2 separate regions of the Mus musculus genome follow, and region 2 is linked to region 1. The links are chromatin contacts, called in public HiCAR-type maps. All regions are on one chromosome and are shown on one strand. The core of a region is the stretch at or near the end of the contact, and the rest is flanking DNA. Distances in the headings are between cores, read along the strand shown.

Region 1 (5,348 bases), core at 1,626-4,125:
CTGGTAGTCCTGGATTCTATAGGAAAGCAAGCTGAGCAAGCCAGGGGAAGCAAGCCAGTAAGTAACATCCCTCCATGGCCTCTGCATCAGCTCCTGCTTCCTGACCTGCTTGAGTTCCAGTCCTGACTTCCTTTGGTGATGAACAGCAATGTGGAAGTGTAAGCTGAATAAATTCTGTCCTTCCCAGCTTGCTTCTTGGTCGTGATGTCTGTGCAGGAATAGAAACGCTGACCGAGATACTACATGAATGGAGTTAGGTGGGAGGAAACAGCATAGTGAGCAGCCTTCTCTGCAGGCCCTGCTGCAGCCACAGGCATAGGAAACTGTTGTGAATTGAGAGCACCTGAGACTGACAGCCCTGAGCCTGTTTCCAGGGTCCACAAAAGAAGTTTCTGGGCAGAGGCTGCCACCTCCCAGGAGCTGCACATTCCCTGCAGATGCCACTCTGGAAGCCCTTCTTCACATTCCTGCCTAGCATTGAGACAATTCTGCTGTCTATATACAAGGGGTACCTCATATGCCCCACTGCCCTGGGTTTCTGCAAAGTACCAGTCTCAGTTTTAAGGCTCATTTCCCTTGTAGCAGCAATGTTCCTATAATGGGTCCCAGACTTTGCAACAGAGGATTTCAACAAAAGATGCTTAAGGGGACAAGGAATCTGTAAACCTCATGTACTGGACAGAGGCCCAAAGGCCAGTGATGTCGAGAGAAACCCGAGATCTGAACCGGAGAGCACTGGAGAGCACTGGAGCCCCTCTCTGGCTTCCCACTTGCCCCAGCACTCTGGTGAACCCAAGGGATATTCTTTGAAAGCTTGGCCTTTAGAAAGCAACTGTGGTCTATTTTTAGCTTGGATCTTGTATCACAGCCAAGCAGGAGGAGGCTCATCTTCAGTATTAACAGCAGCTTCTTAGCAGAGATGAAGGTTGTGGTTAAGATGTGCAATATGCCTTGGTGTGCACATGTGCGGAAGGGTGTGGAATGAAAGGCAGTCCTTAGGTCGAGGTAAGGTAGACCCACTAATCCATTAGAAAGATAGATGTGTGCACCTTAAGCAGCTTCCTGGCAGGAGGGAGGTAGTTGCCCAGGGTGAATGGAGTATGGCTGAGTTCTAGTTGTAAGATTTCTGGTAGCCTAAAGGGTACAATGTATGCATTTAAAACTCATTGCATAGAAGGAACTCAGTAGACTTGGACCAGCAGTAGTCAACAGTAACTCACACTCTCATCATGGAGATCTATTTAGGGTCACCTTGGGGGCCCTGTGATCATTACCTACATGTAAATGCATTGGGCTCTTGAAGGAAGCTAGAGCTGGCCTTTCCATTAGACTAGGGATGCAGGGAAAGCTGCTGGGAAAATCCAGGAATACTGCTACGCCAACCCCTTGTGTGACCTTGGCAAGGTCACACTCTAATCTGAATTCATTTTCTCCATCTCATAGCAGGAGGGCTGGAATTTGACCTTGTCTGCTCTGATTCATAGCCACAGTGCCAGAAGAGCCTAACAGCTGGTTGACTATGAACTCATCCTAGCACCCCAGAAATGATCTGGATCTCCACTGACCATGGATTTATCACAAGGACATCTACCAAGAACCACCACTCACATGTTGTTTTACCAAGCACCGAGTCTGCCAGATCCATCCATTACAGAGGTCAGGAAACACAGCTTCAGGGCTCCACAGAGTTGGACCAAGGTTGTACAAGCACGAGAAGCCTGAGGCTTGGGTCCTATTGCTTTGGTTTGAACTGGAGAGAAGCCTTTCAGTTGGGAGAGACTCTTGAGAAAGCTTTTGTCCAGATGCAAAGAAGGATTTAGTGTGTATTTTTTTTTATTTCCCCAAGGGATTTGGTGTACAGAGCTAAGAGCTCAGAACATTGCTCTTCAGTCCCTCAGTATAGGCTCTGCCCCTTCTGCATCGGTGGGGCTCAGGGTTAGGGCCAATTCTTTGCTAACTATCTGAAATTCCAGTCAGCTGAGCTGCTCAGGTGATTTCTGGTCTTCTAAGCCTCACGCTATGCTCCTGTAGATGGCTCATACCAAAGAGGCTGGTTTTCAACAATGCATTTTTCCAGAAGGGTGTGGGGAGGGCACCGTGGAAGCTTGCCATCTTTCTACCTATCAGGTCTCCTGAGGATAGAGTTGCCCCATTAATGGGATTCTCTCTGCAGAAGATAGGACTATTGTCAAACAAAGCAAGGTGAATAGCTGAGCACTCTAATTAGCTACACAATGCTACGATTCTCACATTTTTTTCCAGCCTTGTATACCTTCACCTCTAGTCCCCAGCTCAACAAGCTCTCCTCACAACCCTCTGAGGGCAAGAGGCACACCTGTCAGCTCATTTCAGTGATAGGGATGCTGAAGGTTCTTAAAGGTCTTGTGGGGGTGGGATGCCACTGAGTATCGGCACCAGACCCAAGGCTCTTCTCTATCTGCCTAAGGCTCACTCCACACCTGCCATTTTCCCAAAGTTCAGGGTTTCTGAGGAACTCAAAAGAGAAACTGAAGGAGAGATGTGGCCAGATGTGCCCACCGTCCCCTGGCTAGAAGCCATTTCTCTAGTAGCCTTCCCCATAGGGCCTCTGAGCAAGGAGTTGGTAGATGAGGGGTAGGATCTTACCTGCAGCCGTAGCGATGCCCAAGAGCCGGCAGGTATACTCCAGTCCAGTCCAGAATACCTGGAGCTTCATGGTGCCAGGGGTGTGAACAGAGTCCCAGAAGGGCAGGCTGCGAAGATGCCTCTGTATCTGAGATGCTCTGGATGCTCCTCACAAGCAGGAGGCTGCGGGGGCTGGCTGGGGGGCCCCCTGGGCCTTGGGCTCAGCCTCCCTGAACTAGCTCTGGCCTCCGCTGTCTGGCTGAGGTGTGAATAGGGCTCCCCTCCCTAGCTTAGCAGCCCATGCCAAGTGCTGCTCAGTTTAATCATTATCTTGGGAGAATGCTCTCCTTGCTCCACGTAGCCCTGGCCTAGCCTGGAGCGGCTTCGGCTCCGGCTCCGGTGCAGCTGCCTGAGATCATACCGATTAGGGTTGGGCAGGAGGCAGCCTGGAGTTGGCAATTAGCTGTTTCTGTCTGGGAGGAGGGAACAGGAGAGCTAGAGGCCAAGCCCTTCCCTAGGAGGCTGTTCCAAGAAAGTCACCCCCCCCTCACCTCACACCTGCTGGGGGTCCAAAGAGGAGACAGGGCACACGCAGATCTGGGCTAGGGAAGAAGAGTAGAGACGGAGACAGAGATAGAACAAATGTGTTTCTAAATCTCCACTGGTAGCCACTTAGCAAATGAGTTCCAAGCTCTTTCCTTCTGTGTATAGGTGGGTTGAAAAGATTTCCGAATCTGGTAGATTTGAACTCTGACCTTCTTGGTTCAGATGGCAGCACGTGGAGACCCTCCTCTGTTCCTTACAAGCATCCGGGATATGAGATGTGAGAAATCACGGTGTATGCTGTGTGAACAATTAACTGGGTGACCTTGGGGGAAACCCAGAGGTGTCTGGGAGCCTCAGTAACTGTGACAGAAAGTACAGAAGAAATGTAACTATACCGGTGTTCTCAAAACAGAAAAGTGCCCAAGAACCCCGTGACACGCTCAGCCTCTGAGGCCGGCCCTAGGTGGGCTTTGCCGGCGTTTACGTTACAACCGACCTAGCGGATTAAACAGTACTGTGTTTTGGTTTTCCTATCAGGCATTCTCTGAAATCTCTTCCTAGTCTGCTCACGTGGGATGAAAGACAACAACCAAATGAACGGGCAGATTGGCCAACCCTAATACCAGCAGAAACCTCCACCTAATACTGTTTCTTTCTTTGCTGTTTAATGAGTGGCCATATTTTACTATGAAGATTATTATGGCTTGACCATTGATTTGTATTCCATAACCCACCCTCTCTTGTAAGAACCTCTGTGCTCATATGATACTTAAAACGATGTCTAGAAATGTATCATTCAGTGCTTATCATGTGTGAGACCCTGGGTCTCATCTCGAGCAACACACACACACACACACACACACACACACCACACACACAGAGGAGCGTGCGGAGCACTTGTGGAGTATGACTTCGTTTATTTACTTCTTCACTGAACAGACTGTGTCTTATCGGGTTATTTATCTATTACCTGAGTTTTATCTACTTGAACCTCCCTGAAATGCCGCATGTCTGGGCAGCCAGCACCCGCTGTGCTAACTGCATGCTAGAGTGTTTCTGTGGTAGACACTGAGTTGATCTGAGGAAGGAGCTGGGACCTGGGCCACAATAGCTCTGTGGCTTACAGCCTTCTTTGGGAAGACTGAGTAGCCTTTCTCTGAGTAGACTGGGGAGACCCCATCACACCATAGCTGTCACTGGCCTTTCCTGAACCACAGTGGCTTCTTTTCTTTGTGTCTCATACCCCCCCATGCTCAAATGCTCAGAAGACATGGACTCTAGAAGACACGACCATGGCTTCTCCTCCTCAGTCAAATCTTTGGGAATGAGCAGGTGACCCAATTTTGGGCCAAAAGCCCAAATTTGTGGCACATGCTTCTGGGATTTTGGGGGAAGTCCCCCTTATTTTTAACAAGGGGCTCAAGGACAGGGTGAGCTATGCCTCTATGGATCTCCTAGTCCGGATGAGGAGTGGCTGGGTGGGGCCTGTCTCATGAGACAACAAGCAGCTGTGAGATGACTTTGGGGCTGCTAAACCTTCCAGAGGTGCTTTGTCATATCGTCACAGGAGGCTTCCAGGGGTCACAGCAGGATTCAGGTCACAGCAGAATGTACGCAGAATGTACGCTGCCTGACAGAATGGGTTGTGTCTGAATAGGCTCAATTCCTAGCTCCTTTCCTAATCAGGATTTTCTCTGTGCTCTAAGCTCACAGTGGGACAGGTAGAGAACTAAGAACTAAAGATGAAAAAGTTAGGGCATTCCTCAAAACCCAGGGGTGCCCTGTTTCACCGAGCTGCCCTTTACAGAGATCTGGAAAATGGCATTGAGCTGATGAGGTGAAGAAGGCAGAGTCCATTTCAGAAGCAGATGGAAGAGGAATCCCAGTGTGAGCCCCTTTAGAAGAAACCACAGAGTGGGCAAAGGACCATTAACCCCATTTGTAGAGTCCCAAGGGACAGAGAGAAGTCTGTCTTGGCAAAGCTCCCCAGATATCTTACAGTCTAGAGAAAAGACTTCTGGGAAGCAGTGGCTAGGCCCTAAAATAGGACTTGGAGAAGGAAGTGAGGCCCTGGACGTGCACATCTGACCCGGCCTCACTAATGTGCCCAGCAGAAAACAGCACTTAGCAGAAGGCCCCGGAGTTTCACTTTCCACAGGCTATCAAAGGGCAGAGGAGGGAGGGAAGGAAGGAAGGCA
Region 2 (5,491 bases), core at 731-3,230, 44 kb after region 1:
TTTCTGTGATCACTGTTTCTCTGATCATCAGAGGGTTTAGGGATGCATCCCTCTATGGGTGATACATCATTAGGGGTCATCTTAGCACTAAGTGGATCCATTAGTGGATTCACCCCTAGGACTAGGAATACTAACCTATTTAGTCACATGTTTTGGGCCCCATTAACAGTGACAGAAATGAGTTCCATCTCATGAAGCAGGCCTTATATGTGATCAGAGTGTTGGTTACTTCCATAATGTCCATGCCATTATTGCGCTGGGTAGGCCTATCATATTAGGCCACTCACTACTGTAGCTTGCATGGTTCATAGATGGATGAGACTGATGCTGACTTTTCTCACTTTGTAGCACGAATACCCTCTCCCTGCACTATGAAAGCAGAGATAAAGCTTCCAAATGAGGACTAGCCTGATTTCTCCATGTTCTGCAAGTCCAAAGTGTGATGTCTTCATCAGCATCATCTTACTGACAAGATCTGGAAGTCAATCAAGAGTATCAGCACTAACGTGTAAATGCTTGGGGATCTATGAGTCCACTTTTGGTTAGTCTCATTAAACTTCCTTTTTATATATGTATATATTTTAGAAAGCTTCTATAGTAATAGTTTCCTGGTGGTGCACACCTTTAATCTCAGCACTTGGGAGGTGGATTTCTGAGTTCGAAGCCAGCCTTGTCTACAAAATGAGTACCAGGACAGCCAGGGCTATACAGAGAAACCCTGACTTGAAAAACAAACAAACAAAAAAACAAAACAAAACAAACAAAAAAGTAATAGTTTCCAAATGGCTGTTTTCCTCTCTCCCTCTCTCTTTTAATTTATTTTTTACTTTTATTGTGACATTTTTTCTTGCATGGTATAACTATAATTATAATTATGGTTTTCCTTTCTTCTACTCCTCCCAGTTCCTCCCCCACCTCCCTTCCTATCTGGATCCATTCCTTTTCTGTCTCTCATCTCTAGCTGCATATGCATCAAAAGATGGCCTAGTCGGCCATCACTGCAAAGAGAGGCCCATTGGACTTACCAACTTTAGATGCCCCAGTACAGGGGAACGCCAGGACCAAAAAGGGGGAGTACGTGGGTAGGGGATTGGGGGTGGGTGGGTATGGGGGACCTTTGGGATAGCATTGAAAATGTAAACGAGGAAAATACCTAATTAAAAAAATTGGGAATATGTGTTAAGTTAATGTAAAAACTAGCCAGCATAGTTTGAAAACTCTTTTTTTTTTTAATTTTTTTTTAGTTCTTTGCACTATATTATAATTAGGTTATTTATTTTCTTGATATTCAGTACTTTGAGTTCTTTGTATATTCAGATAGATTTTTGTCAGATGTATAATGCTAGTCATAAGACATTTTTTTTTTAACATTTGGTAGGCTGCCTCTTTAGGCATCTATTGAACTCTGTGGATGTATTTTGCTGTATAGAAACTTATTTTTAGTTTTATATGGTCCCACTTGTCTATTGTTGGTCTTTTTTTTTTTAATAGCTTTTAAAAATAATGACACAAGGCTGGGAATTGTAACCTTGTTTACTGAGGAGGAAACAAGGGTCTAGAAAGAATTATATCTGGCCAAAGCACAGAGCCCTCAGAATACAGTACAGAGACCCCCCCCACCCGCATCATAGAGTCCTCAGGATAGAGAGACCCCCTTCCCCTTATCACAGAGCCCTCAGAGTATAGTAGAGAGACCTCCTCTTTTCTTTTCTGGATTCAAGTTGAAGGTTACAATTTTTAGTACGTTAACCCCCAGGTAAGAACTGAGTATTGGTGTTGATCTCTAAGTCCTGACTGGTTCAATGCAAATCAGTTTCATGGCATATAAAGGTGGTTTTTTTTTTGTTGTTGTTACACAAATTGGTGGCATTTCTTACTGATAGAAGGATAAGTAAGGTGTTTGAGCTTCTGACCAGTGACCCTTGACTTTCCTTCACCATCTGAGCACACATCCAGTGTGATCTTTGCTCTACGATGGCTGATTTTTCTAGCACCCGAAGCTGCTTTTCTCCATGGAATGCAAATCACCCTTGCATGGGGCCCTGCCAGGCTTGGAGGAATTCAAGGTGACATTCAGTTCCAGATTAACTGACGTGGGAACGGTTTTGCTGAAGCTGAAGAGACCTTCCGTTTTATTGTTTGTTTATTGATTTATTTTTCTGAAGCCAGAAAATAACCTTAATGACACAGCTCGGGAAATTTGCACATAAGGGACCTGAGCACTGTGGGTATTCTTCACATAACAGATGTGCATAATACTTATACTGGCAATGGTACCATCATATATTCCTCAAAGATTCTGTCTACAATTTAGGACTCATGGAACTTCACAATGGGGTCTCGAAGTTTGCACACTGTCGCTGAAATCCCTACTGAAGTCTCGGCATTGTGGATTCACACAGCTAGGTTTTGACTCCGGACAGCATTGTCTACATGTTCTGTGTGAAACTGAACGAAACAAAGAAAAAAGACCCATGTAGAAGAATAACTAAGCAGGAAACAACCCACGTTAATGCCCCCATCTCACAGGTGTGAATACTGAGAATTGGTGGGCAGGAATAAAGGAATGAAGGGTTTTGACTTTACCTACTTGTACCAATCATGAGAATGGAGAACTCTCCCAACCCAGACGGTCCAAGTCTTAGAGATATACACTATGTTCAGCCTCTCCCAAGCAAACCAAGGTGACATGTCTCTGTTACATCGGGATATAACTTAAATGCATAAAAATATATTTTTAAATATCACCTTATAAGGAGCTCAAGTCTGGATGGATATTTTTGTGAGGGCTCGAAAGATTGCCTCTTTTTTTTTTTTTCTTTTTAGATTGCCTCTTGTTGCTAACTTAGAAGTTAGTAAATCTTCAGACTGTCATGAAGAGGATACAATTTTTTAAAAAAAGTGCATCTGTATGATAATTTTCATGATGCTTCATGTCATCCTTTAGGATAAGGGAGTGATGACATCACCCAGTAGAGGTTCTCAGTGCAGTTGCTGGCTCAAAGCTGTAAGTATCACAGAGAACTTCTTTTTACCAAGGTAGTCTTGTTCATCTATTCCAGAAGTTGAGGATGGAGCTCTCCAGACAGTGTGCTACAAGCTCAGTGTGAGGACTGCTGCTAACGGAGTGAAGCCAGCCCTCGTATCTGCGGGAGACTGCTTCCAATACGTTCACATCTTGAAAGTAAACACTTCAACACAAGGATGCTGTATTAGTTACTTTTCTGTTGCTGTGATAAAACACACGTGGCCCAAAGCAACTTGTGGCAGGAAGGAACCATTTGACTCACAGTTCCAGAGGGCTTTGGATCCATCATGGAGGGAGGCGTGGCAGCAAAGGGCAAGCATGGGGGCAGGAGCAGGAAGCTGAGAGCTCCGATCTCTTAGTGTAAGAATGAAGCAGAGAGGGAACTGGAAGTAGGGCAAGGGCTGTCCTCAGTGATGTCCTTCGTCCTGTAAAGCTGGACCTCTTAAATCTCCCCAAACAGCACCATCACCTAGGAACCAAGTTTTCAAATACTCAATTCTAGAGGGACATTTCTCATAGAAGCATCACAGAGGCTCAAGTCATTTACATAAAATGATGTCACATTTGAGTGTAACCTATGTAGATTCTCGTGCATATTTAAAATCATCTGTATATGATCATAATTATAATGTAATGTGATACAGGTGCCATGCAAATAGTTGTGCTCTATTATCTAGGGGATACTGGCAGGGAAGGAGGTCTGTGCATGCTCAAAACATACAGTTTTCAAATACATATTTTCAGTCCATAGTGGGTTAAACCTGGATGTAGGGGTCTTACTACCTTGTCTTCCTGGTCTCTGATAGCATGATAGTTAATTTTATGAATCAAAATGGCTAGGATATAATGTCCTAGTGATTGGCCAAACACTAGTTTATAGGTTGCTGTGAAGATATATTTTTAAGATTTAAAGAATATTTTTTATAATGCAAGTAGCCTCATCTAGTCCACTGAAGAACTTAACAGAAGTAAGGTGGTCCTCTAGAGCTTCTGCCTCCAGACTGCTCTGGAGTTCAAGACTGTGGGTAACTTCCTGCCAAAGCATCCAGTCCACTCACTGGTCTGCTTCCCAAGGTCTGCCTCGCAGCCAGTCCCAGCAGTGCATAAACCCCGCCTCCGTCTCCTTTCTTCTCATGCATACAAGAGTTTCCTAGGAGCTCTGTTTCCCTGGAGATCTTTGGAGACAACATGAGATTCTGATCTCTGAGATCTCCTTACTTGCTTAAGCTCAAGTTCATGACATGAGTCTAGCTGGGCCTCAACTGGCTGCTGTCCACAGGCAGGAATTAGTGCAAACATGAAAATTAATTTCAACCAAGGGCTTAGAGAATTAATAAGGGATTTGGCATTTCATAGATACACCCGATTTCAACAGTCATTTGGTTGTAGATCATCCCTTTTCATTAAAGCCTCTTTATTGAAAAATTCTAGCTTTCAATGGGTAGGGAAAAACCAGATGGGTTTTAATGGAAATCCTTACACTGTTATCCTCTGTATGGCTTCACGGAAGTCAGTTAACCCAAACAAAGTATGTTTTCCCTGCCAATGAATCTATGGATTTTCTTTTGCTGGCTTTACTTCAGGTAGCATCTTGCTACTTGTTCAGACAGACCTTGAACTTGCAGTCTTCCTTCCTCCGCCCCCTGAGGGCTGGCACAACAGTAATACCATGCCTGTGTTTCTAGGTGGCATATTCAAAGTGCCAGTCCCTGCAAGATTTGTGGTATGTGCCTAGCAAGTGGTAGCCATCACTACTGTGGCTTCACTTAATCATGGTGGCATGCCGAGAAGATAGTATTGCTAACTGGTGTTTGGGTGACTGTTTTCTGGTTAATTTTGAATATGGTGGTGTAGCAGAGAGGACACAACCAACTACAGCCAACATTTCGTATGGTTATTTCAGGAAGGAGCTAAGTAAGAGACGGGGGGGAGAGGGAGGGAGGGAAGGAAGGAAGGAAGGAAGGAAAGAAGGAAAGAAGGAAAGAAGGAAAGAAGGAAAGAAGGAAAGAAAGAAGGAGGGAGGGAGGGAGGGGAGGAAGGAAAGAAGGAAGGAAAGAAAGGAGGGAGGGAGGGAGGGGAGGAAGGGAGGAAGGAAGAAAGGGAGGAAGGAAGGAAAACCTTCAAGGGGACACAGAGGCTCCACAGTCTGTCGGAGACACTAGTAGCGTCACATAGTTCCAGGGATGTTGAAAGTGTGGTCAAGCTGCAGTTTTCTGTCTCCTGCTTGGCAGAAAGCTGCTTCCCCGGGTAAGCAAAGTGGACTGTGAGCGAAGCTGGAGGCACCAGCCCCTTCCTGCTCCCTAACACTCTCCTAACATGCAATTCTGATATATTTGAAACATGAGCATAATGAATGAGTTCGGACTAAGAGTCCAAGCTGATGTACTAGAACCTTCAGTAAGATTTCAAATAGAAAGTATCTGTTACATTCTCACCTTATTCTTCTGCTTAGAGGAAAAGCAT

Evidence for each region. HiCAR-type assays count read pairs that join an accessible place to other places.
Region 2: a contact with region 1 is called in a HiCAR-type map of kidney, with 2.4 times the contacts expected there. The contact joins the enhancer-like site here to the promoter of Tmem72 in region 1. A contact is called at or near these places in 6 of 39 promoter capture datasets (the C10 cell line, cranial neural crest, epiblast stem cells and 3 more), 1 of 15 datasets of contacts at CTCF or cohesin (pro-B cells), 7 of 484 Hi-C or Micro-C datasets (the C10 cell line, bone marrow-derived macrophages, macrophages and 3 more), 3 of 115 datasets of contacts at active chromatin or transcription factors (bone marrow-derived dendritic cells, embryonic stem cells and kidney) and 3 of 9 other capture datasets (adipose tissue, liver and pancreatic islet).

Annotation. Positions count from the first base shown.
Region 1 is chr6:116,713,883-116,719,230 of GRCm38.p6, forward strand. It overlaps Tmem72 (transmembrane protein 72), which reads right to left and starts at 2,876. Exons shown (of 5, transcript NM_178768.4): 1 at 2,626-2,876. The coding sequence starts at 2,695.
Region 2 is chr6:116,758,346-116,763,836 of GRCm38.p6, forward strand. No RefSeq gene overlaps it. Among named protein-coding and RNA genes, the nearest start is that of Gm36788, 14 kb to the right of the region's middle. Within about 2 kb of position 1,981, at least 1 of the 459 cell types and tissues checked has an H3K27ac peak or open chromatin away from gene starts, as enhancers often do. A contact at or near this core is called in kidney, where this site is marked.